Regions from separate parts of the Mus musculus genome. Here region 1 is linked to region 2. A link is a contact called in public HiChIP or PLAC-seq data. All regions are on one chromosome and are shown on one strand. Each heading gives the region's core, a stretch centred on a gene start, on an enhancer-like site or on the middle of the called end of the contact. The rest is flanking DNA. Distances are from core to core; before and after follow the strand shown.

Region 1 (5,184 bases), core at 1,881-4,380, 150 kb before region 2:
CATATATATTAGTGTCTCACCCAGTCTTCATCAGTGATTTTTTTTACTGCGGATGGCAGTTAATGCAGAAATAGCTGGCCCAAGTGTCTACAGTAAATGACGATGGAGTTCTTAGCCCTAAATGAAAAAGCATGCCAGAGCCATTACATGCCTGACTCATTGCGGCTGTGGTTATCTGCGAAAGATCAGAGCCCTCAACATTTCATCAAGGATGGGGGAGGAGCCATGAAGCCCCTCCCATCCCCTATATTCTGATTAGTGGTTCACAGTTCTGGGGGGAGGGGTGTCAACATTCTGTGGTGTCACCACTGTTAAGTTGCTTGTTAAGTTCTATTAGGTAACCTCCTGCCCATACTCAGGCAATAATAAACTAACCGAACTTACTGGGTCACACACAGAAAGACACAAAATCAAGATGGAGACTTTCTAAGAAGAAAGGGTCCAGTGAAAAAGAGAGGCAGACGGACAGACAGACAAACAGACAGACGGATGAAAGAAAGGATAGCTGGTGGTAATAACTAAAATTCATCATGTTCACATATGAAACTGTCTCACCATAAAAGGTTTTGAACTTTGTGTGGACATTTCACCTTGAGTGATCTTAACACAATAAAATAAAACTGTGGAAAAACTCTGAGACCCACAACAGGGATGGTACAGGATAGGAGGGAGGCTGAGGCCGCCTAAGTCTGAAGAGTTCCTTAAACTTGGAGGCTTCTCCAGTTCAGGCTAATGAGTTTTCCAGTGGGGAATGTCTGAAGAGGTGAGTCTGGCTGCCTGCGGGGCAGTGGGTGTGGGGGAAAGAGGAAGTGGGAGATAACCCGTGTGCTGCCATGTGGGAAACTATGGACCCAGCCCTTGGGGGTGGACAAGGGGGCAGCCCTAGGTACCAGGTTCTCAGCCTCCAGCATCCCATGCTGGATATCACGGAATAGCCAAGAACAAATTGAGTACCTGGGGGCGGCTCGGTCAGCTCCTGGGCAGAAAGGAGGAGAGAACAGGGGGAGAGGGCAGCACTGGATGGTTCTCACACTGGCAAGAGTCCTTGGTCCAGTTCCTGGCTGGAGCACAGGAAGGCCTTCCAGCGGGAGGTTAGATGGGGCTCCTTAGGGGAAAGCCTATCCCATCGTTCAAGCATGACGGGCCTTGATGAGCAGAGACAGTCTATGGTTTTAGAGCTTTATTGTAGAAAGGCAGGGGGAAGGAGAAAAGGTAGAAAAAGAGAGGCTGGCCATGGCTAAACACTGGTCCTGGCTGCCTTGAGGATGAGGAGATTCTCATGCAGACCAAGTGATGCTATGTAACCTTGCCCTTCCCCCAAGTTATCACTTATTGGTGAATAAAGATGCCTACAGTCTATAACTGGACAGAAGACGGGCAGGGTTTGGTTCCTGGGCTTGGAGTCCAATGCAGGAGACCGCAAGAGAGTGGAGAGAAGATGGAGTAGGTGAGTCATGAAAACATGGCCATGAGGGCTACCCAATTGAAGTTAATAATTGGAACATGGCAAATTAAATAACTTGGGGTTATTGAGAGGAGAGTAGATGCTAATAGCTAAGAGGGTAGATATCTGCCCTCTAGTTCTAGCTCTAGTGCTTTAAAGGCTTATCATAAGTAAAAAAGGTTTTGTGTCTTTTATCTGGGAACTAATGGGTAGAAACTCTCAATTAATATTAAATATTTACCACAACAAATTGGAGAAAGGAGAGAAGACATCTATGTTTCATATTGACTTTCACAGAATTTTCACTGTGAATACAGCAACCCTGCCCACCACTGTGACTTGTATTTTTATCTCAGACACTTTTATCCATTCAGAGGTTTCTAGTGCCCCATCACTTGCGCTTCCCTCACTGATGGTTTACTGGTTACCATTCTGTTGGGAACTAAAAAGGGGGCCCTGGGGAAGTGGGGGAAGGGAGAAAGACCCACGCCCCTCCAGAGTTCCACCTATTCTCTGGTCAGTCAGGCATGGGAGGACTGCCATACATCTTCTGCTCATTCCTGGGTGGGCATCCTCTAGCCCATTCTTCGGGGGGTGGCTAAGGGACAGCCCTACCTGGGATTCCCAGAGCTACCTTGCTAAAGTCCCAAAGTTATAGGAGAGAGGTATGAGGGAAGAGGTTCCCAACATCTGCGAGTGTGCGCACAGTGGATCTTGATGAGAAGAGACTCTCTATGGTTTTAGAGCTTTATTATAGAAATTCAGGGGAAAAAAGAGAAGGGAGGGGGCTAGAGAGGAAGAGAGAGGGGGGAGCAGAGGAGAGGAGAGGAGAGGAGAGGAGAGGAGAGGAGAGGAGAGGAGAGGAGAGGAGAGGAGAGGAGAGGAGAGGAGAGGAGAAGACAAAGAGAGAGGAAAGAGGAGAGAGGAGTGAGAGAAGTGAGAGGTAAGAAAACAAAGGGGTGAGAGACAAGTAAGAGAGCAAGGTGGGGCTGAGCAGCCCTTTTTATGGTCTTCACTGTTGCTAGGTAACTGGGGAGGAGTTTAGCCTGAAGGTCAGAAGCTTGAGCCATTGCCTACGTGACTTCTAGCCATACTTCTCTTGTGTGTTTGGGGGTTGGGGGGAGGCAACTTAGGCAGGGGCCAGAGTTCCAGGAGCATAAGGGAACGCCTACTGTGTCACATAGGTGAATTATCACTATTTCCGGGGTTCAGACCTCAGCTCAACTGGAGGCCAGCCTGTCTGTGCAGAGCCCAATGCCCCACACCACTCCACTAAGTCAGATTCCACTCTTGCATCTGCTCCATGGCTTTCAGAAGGTGGTCGCTGTTTTCATTTTGCCCAGTGTCTTTGTCCTTGTGTGTTTGTACAGTTTGACATAATTGTCATTTTAGAGGGTGTGGGACAGGCAGCAGAAACAAAAAGATGTTCATTCAATCACATCTAACTAGGATACCTGCAACGTCTAGTTCTGTTATTTAAAATGCACTTTAAGCAAGGAAGGAGTAGATGAATAACTGACCATGATATTGAGGTGTTACATCCTGGGAAGTTTATGGGAAGAAAAGGAAGAGTCTGTCTAGGAGACGCTTCACTGAAGAGATAAACTCTTAACAAGTAAGCTTGAAGGCTTCTGTCCCTCCCTCCCTCTCCTCCCTTCAGTACTGGCACACTAGGGGGTGCTGCCTACCAAGAAGTCTCAGCGGCACCCCACTGAGCCTCTCCTGTTAGTTCTTTCAGAACCCAATGAGCTGCTTCCCAGAACTCCAGCCTTCAATTTCCCACTTGATAGCCCTGCAGGCAGAGCAAGGGGACAAACTTCATCAGTCAATGGTGTAGGCCAGTCCTCTATTCTGCTAGAAAACCTAGCTATCAGTAAGAGAGATGGATGCACTTCCAAATTGGTTACTTCTTTCGAAATCCTTTCTCAGCCCAAGGGACAGTAGCTGCCCTATTCCTCTGCTGTTCCTGTATTCTGTTACCCCTAATGGTTTTCTTCATTTTACCATAGTATAATTCTTTTTCAAACCATTTAAGATTTTTTTTATTATAAAACTTTCCAGGCAAATGCAAAAGGGGGGAGTCCAGGTGCCCAGCTCCCAGTTTCTCTCTGTGCATTAGTTTTATCCTGTCTACTCTTTCATGTCATATGGCTAGAGAATTTTAAATCAAACTCAGAGATCATGTCACATATGTCACCTCTAAATAATTCAATGTGCATCTCAAAAGAAATATGTGAATAAGCAGAGTGTGATGGCACTCAGCTGTACTCCAAGCACTTGGGAAGCCAATGCCGAAGGACCACTAGATCAACGTCAACTTTCACAATGAGACCTCATCTCAAAACAAGAAAAAGAGAACTATGCAAATAGGTTTTTTTGCATAATCACAATGCCATATCTTGTCCTTAATTCCTTAATGTCATTCAATATCCAAAATGCTAATTTCTTCTATTACCTAAGAAAAAACTGTAATTATCCTGTAGAGTCAAAATTAATAACAAAAAGTTACTCATTTAACTTAGTTACATCTCTTGAGATTCTTTTAAGTCTTGGAAGTTTTGTGCATCTCTCAGTCTAGTGCAGTATCACCCCCCCCCCCATTTTACTTCTGTTTGAATTGATTTATTGATAGAGTGAGAGTCCAACACCAAGACCCTCTTCTGGTATTAGAGATGTTACTTTATTCATCTGTTTTATCTTATACATGCAATATTTGCACTAGAGGTAAAAATAATTTTTTTAAAAAGTATTTTATGTGTATGAATATTTTGCCTGCATATATGTCTGTGCACCACAGCATGTCTGTGCTTACGATCCCCTAGGACTGGAGGTACAGAGAAGATTGTCTCCCCTCAGCCCTCCTTCATGTAACATGTGGGTGCTGGGAATCATACCTGAGTCCTCTGGAAAGGTAACAAGTGTTCTTAAACATTAAACCAACTCTCCAGACCCTTCTGATTATGATTCTCAAGATCTCCCTGGGTAGGGAGATGTCTCAGTGGATAGTGTTTGGTGTTCAAACATGAGGACCTAAGTTCAGATCCCTAGGACCCATGTAAAAGATGGGTGTGATTATGAGCATAAACAATCTAGTTTCTTCACTAGCCAGCCAGAATCCAGGGGAAAATGGGAACACTAGGTTCAGTGAGAGGTCCTTTCTAGAGGAAATGAGGCAGAGAGATTGAGCGGGACACCTGAGCTCCTTTTGCCTCTGCACATATCTAGGCATGCATAATTGTACATCCATGCACACACACACACACACACACACACACACACACACACACACAAATTCCTTCTAGGTAGTGCTGTACTTTCTATGCACCGATAATGGTACACATAATGTTAATTGTTTTAGTTCTTGTGGCTCTAAGATTGATCTTTGAAGCGAGATATGGTGGTGCATACATATAAAGGAAGATCTTGTGCTTCAGGCCAGCATGAGCTACACAGGAAACCTTGTTTCAAACAATCCAAAGCCAATTTATTTTTAACTAATTTCAGGCTTAAGGAAATGTTACAGAAACAACTTATCATTTCCTCATAGCTTTGTCTAATGCTAGCATCTTATATAAGTATCACCATCAAGAACAAGAGGTCAACCGCAGTATAATGCTATTATCTAGAGCACAAAACTTATTTGAATATTAGGATATTTCCACTTCCATTTGTTTTTGTTCTAGGAGTTTATACATTAAATTTAGTTTCATTTTGCTTCATCAAGAATATTTTTTTTTTAG
Region 2 (5,154 bases), core at 2,356-4,855:
ATTCTATGAAGCCACAATTACTCTGATACCTAAACCACAAAAAGACCCAACAAAGATAGAGAATTTCAGAACAATTTCCCTTATGAATATCGATGCAAAAATCCTCAATAAAGTTCTCGCTAACCGAATCCAAGAACACATCAAAACAATCATCCTTACTGACCAAGTAGGTTTCATCCCAGGGATGCAGGGTTCGTTCAATATACGGAAATCCATCAACGTAATCCATTATATAAACAAACTCAAAGACAAAAACCACATGATCATCTCATTCGATGCGGAGAAAGCATTTGACAAAATCCAACACCCATTCATGATAAAAGTCTTAGAAAGATCAGAAATTCAAGGCCCATACCTAACCATGATAAAAGCAATCTACAGCAATCCAGTAGCCAACATCAAAGTAAATGGTGAGAAGCTGGAAGCAATCCCACTAAAATCAGGGACTAGACAAGGCTGTCCACTCTCTCCCTACCTATTCATCATTGTACTTGAAGTCCTAGACAGAGCAATTTGACAACAAAAGGAGATAAAGGGGATACAAATTGGAAAGGAAGAAGTCAAAATATCACTTTTTGCAGATGATATGATAGTATATATAAGTGACCCTAAAAATTCCACCAGAGAACTCCTAAGCCTGATAAACAGCTTCAATGAAGTAGCTAGATATAAAATTAACTCGAACAAGTCAACGGCCTTTCTGTACACAAAGGATAAAGAGGCTGAGAAAGAAATTAGGGAAACACCACCCTTCTCAATAGTCACAAATAATATAAAATATCTTGGCATGACTCTAACTAAGGAAATGAAAGATCTGTATGATAAGAACTTCAAGTCTCTGAAGAAAGAAATTAAAGAAGATCTCAGAAGATGGAAAGATCTCCCATGCTCATGGATTGGCAGGATCAACATTGTAAAAATGGCTATCTTGCAAAAAGCAATCTACATATTCAATGCAATCCCCATCAAAATTCCAACTTAATTCTTCAACGAATTAGAAAGAGCAATCTGCAAATTCATCTAGAATAACAAAAACCCTAGGATAGCAAAAACTCTTCTCAAGGATAAAAGAACCTCTGGTGGAATCACCATGCCTGACCTAAAGCTGTACTACAAAGCAATTGTGATAAAAACTGCATAGTACTGGTATAGCGACAGACAAGTAGACCAATGTAACAGAATTGAAGACCCAGAGATGAACCCCCACACCTATGGTCATTTGATCTTTGACAAGGGAGCTAAAACCATCCAGTGGAAAAAAGACAGCATTTTCAACGAATGGTGCTGGCACAACTGGCAGTTATCATGTAGAAGAATACGAATTGATCCATTCCTATCTCCTTGTACTAAGGTCAAATCTAAGTGGATTAAGGAACTCCACATAAAACCAGAGACACTAAAACTTATAGAGGAGAAAGTAGGGAAAAGCCTCGAAGATATGGGTACAGGGGAAAAGTTCCTGAATAGAACAGCAATGGCTTGTGTAGTAAGATCGAGAATCGATAAATGGGACCTCATAAAGTTGCAAAGCTTCTGCAAGGCAAAAGACACAGTCAACAAGACAAAAAAGACCACCAACAGATTGGGAAAAGATCTTTACCTTCCTAAATCAGATAGAGGACTAATATCCAATATATATAAAGAACTCAAGAAGGTGGGCTCCAGAAAATCAAATAACCCCATTAAAAAATGGGGCTCAGAGCTGAACAAAGAATTCTCACCTGAGGGATACTGAATGGCAGAGAATCACCTGAAAAAATGTTCAACATCCTTAATCATCAGGGAAATGCAAATCAAAACAACCCTGAGATTCCACCTCACACCAGTCAGAATGGCTAAGATCAAAAATTCAGGTGACAGCAGATGCTGGCGAGGATGTGGAGAAAGAGGAACACTCCTCCATTGTTGGTGGGATTGCAAGCTTGTACAACCACTCTGGAAATCAGTCTGGCGGTTCCTCAGAAAATTGGACATAGTAATACCAGAGGATCCCGCAATACCTCTCCTGGGCATATATCCAGAAGATGTGCCAACCGGTAAGAAGGACACATGCTCCACTATGTTCATAGCAGCCTTATTTATAATAGCTAGAACCTGGAAACCCAGATGCCCCTCAACAGAGGAATGGATACAGAAAATGTGGTACATTTACACAATGGAGTACTACTCAGCTATTAAAAAGAATGAATTTATGAAATTCCTAGGCAAATGGATGGACCTGGAGGGCATCATCCTGAGTGAGGTAACACATTCACAAAGGAACTCACACAATATGTACTCACTGATAAGTGGATATTAGCCCAGAAACTTAGGATACCCAAGATATAAGATACAATTTGCTAAACGCATGAAACTGAAGAAGAACGAAGACCAAAGTGTGGACACTTTGCCCCTTCTTAGAATTGGGAACAGAACACCCATGGAAGGAGTTACAGAGACAATGTTTGGAGCTGTGATGAAAGGATGGACCATTTAGAGACTGCCATGTCCGGGACTCATCCCATAATCAGCTTCCAAACGCTGACACCATTGCACACACTAGCAAGATTTTGCTGAAAGGACCCAGATAGAGCTGTCTCTTGTGAGACTATGCCGGGGCCTAGCAAACACAGAAGTGGATGCTCACAGTCAGCTATTGGATGGATCACAGGACCCCCAATGGAGGATCTAAAGAAAGTACCCAAGGAGCTAAAGGGATCTGCACCCCTATAGGTGGAACAACATTATGGACTAACCAGTACCCCGGAGCTCTTGACTCTAGCTGCCTATGTATCAAAAGATGGCCTAGTCGGCCATCACTGGAAAGAGAGGCCCATTGGACAGGCAAACTTTATATGCCCCAGTACAGGGGAATGCCAGGGCCAAAAAGTGGGAATGGGTGGTTAGGGGATTGGGGGGGGGAGGGTATGGGGGACTTTTGGGATAGCATTGGAAATGTAAATGAGGAAAATACCTAATAAAAATATATATTAAAAAATACTAAAAAAAAAAGAAAAAGAAAAGAAAGCTGGTAACACTTGGCTGAAAGGGGACAAGCTGAAGAATGAAGGACATTGTTGAGAAACAGAGTAAGAGATGTTGGGATACTTAATAAAGTAGTTAAGGGGCGCAGAGGGGGCCGCTTTGTTGAGCTTGCAGTGTTTGGAATTGACTTGGTCCTCCTTTGCTTAACTACGATAACAGCATCCTTTTCTCTTTCTCCAAGCCTTTGAGTGTGGTTACTTTTCTCTTCAGTCTGAAGAAAAAGTCCTTTCAGTGCCTTCTGTAGACCTTGGTTTAGTGGTTATCGATTTCCTTAGCTTCCTTTTGTCGTGGAACGGTTTTCTTTCTCCTTCGGTTATGAGATAACTTGATGGGGAGATCAGCTGTTATCTTGTGGACCTACCTTTATATATGACTTGGCCTCTCTCTTGTACTTTTCAACGTGCTTTCTTCATTTGTGCCTTTAGTGTTTTAACTATGAAGACGACCTGGGAACTTCTTTAGTGGTCCTGCCTGTTTGCTGTTCTGTACACTTGCTGTGCCTTGATGCACATCTCTTTCCCTAGACTTTAGAAGTTTTCTGATATTTCTGAGTTTCGTTTCAGTTTCTCTTCAATATTGCTTTTCGTTACTGTTTCATTTCCACATCCCGTTTTGACTTCCTTATTTAACGCAGCTGTTTTATTCTCCTGGGAATTCATTCAGGAGCTTATTTGTGTCCTCCTTTTATTTCTTTGAGGATATTTATAATCGTTCTTAGAATTCTTTGTCTGGGATTTCATTTAAGTCATTCTCCTTGGGGCCATTACTGCATTTTGTAACTTTGAGAGAAGATTTTACTGAAAATGTTTCCAATGCCTTCGTCACGGAATCCTTCTCCTTTGTCCATGCCTGTAAATAACAGCTACAGGTTTTTTTTTTTCATAGTATCCAGAGATCTCACAGCTTCGATTAGTAATTATTTTTTTATTAATTTGTCGTTGTCCCTGACAAAGTGCTCCAATTCCTCTGTGTTGTCCTCAATGCCTGATAGTCTGTGTTCCTTGTGGTTCACTCTACCTCTGAGGCTGTCCCACGATCTTTTTATCTGGTGGAGTGAATATTTCACTTCAGTTTCTATTTAGTATTTCTATCTCTTTATTGTTACATTTTCACATCCTGTATTGACTTCCTTATTTAATTCACTTGTTTTTGTTCTCTTGGGAATTCATTGAGGAGCTTACTTGTGTCCCTTCCTTTATTTCTTTGAATGTATTTATAATCATTCTTTACAGTTCTTTGTCTGGTTTTTCATTTAAATCACTGTTATTGGTGCCATTACTGCATCGTGTAGCTTTCAGAGAAGATACATCCTCTTGTTTTCTCGGGTTACTTATGTTTTTAAATTGGAATTTACAAATTGATTGGTTTGGGTTTTTTTTTTAACTTTTAAATTTTTAATTCACCTTTCTTTTTTTAGTGGAGGTGTTTGCAGTGCCTTGGAAGAACTAGGTTTTAGTAAGACCGGGGTGTCATTCCTCTGGTAGATGGTTGTTGGGAGCACCAGCATCTATCCTTAATACTTCCCTCAGAGGAGCATGCTACTCTGAAACAATACTCACTCTCCAGGGATAAAGCTGTGAAAATGGATTGATAGCAAATTAAAAAATCAATTAGCCCTTAAACACCAATCATTTTAGGGAATAAAAGAAGACTGATAATATCACGTGTGATGATATACTAGTTACTGTGAATACGAGTGGAAAGAAAAAGAAAGGAAAAAGAAACAGATTGGCTCTCATGATTAGTGTTGGGTTGATGAGGAGAGAGGTGAGGACACTGATAGGAGAAGTAAAGGTTCAGGCCTGTGAGGGGTCTGACTAAACTAGACTGAAAAGAAGAGAGGGAAAGTCTGCAATGATGAGATCGCAGAGTGGTGATAGAAACTGAAGGTCAGGGCCCGATAGGAGACCTTTAGGTCATAGGGTGAGCCCTGAAGGAAATTGTGAAACTCTGCTCTCCAGCCCTTCCCACTTGTTTCTGGCTATAAAGTGAATGTTTTTGCCTGAGATGTATATGGTTACATAAGGCAAAATCCAATGGGGCTAACCTCTCATAATCTGAAGCTTCAAAAGCTAAGCCATAATAACTCTGATATTTTAATAAGTTGATTACCTTAGGAATTCATTACAG

What was found. HiChIP or PLAC-seq counts read pairs in DNA pulled down with a chosen protein or histone mark.
Region 1: an H3K4me3 HiChIP or PLAC-seq map of bone marrow-derived macrophages shows a contact between it and region 2, with 3 times the contacts expected there. The contact joins two enhancer-like sites. A contact is called at or near these places in 1 of 484 Hi-C or Micro-C datasets (bone marrow-derived macrophages) and 1 of 115 datasets of contacts at active chromatin or transcription factors (bone marrow-derived macrophages).

The regions. Positions count from the first base shown.
Region 1 is chr2:122,556,462-122,561,645 of GRCm38.p6, reverse strand. No RefSeq gene overlaps it. Among named protein-coding and RNA genes, the nearest start is that of Gm34325, 11 kb to the left of the region's middle. Within about 2 kb of position 3,130, at least 2 of the 459 cell types and tissues checked have an H3K27ac peak or open chromatin away from gene starts, as enhancers often do. A contact at or near this core is called in bone marrow-derived macrophages, where this site is marked.
Region 2 is chr2:122,407,587-122,412,740 of GRCm38.p6, reverse strand. No RefSeq gene overlaps it. Among named protein-coding and RNA genes, the nearest start is that of Slc28a2, 16 kb to the left of the region's middle. Within about 2 kb of position 3,605, at least 39 of the 459 cell types and tissues checked have an H3K27ac peak or open chromatin away from gene starts, as enhancers often do. A contact at or near this core is called in bone marrow-derived macrophages, where this site is marked.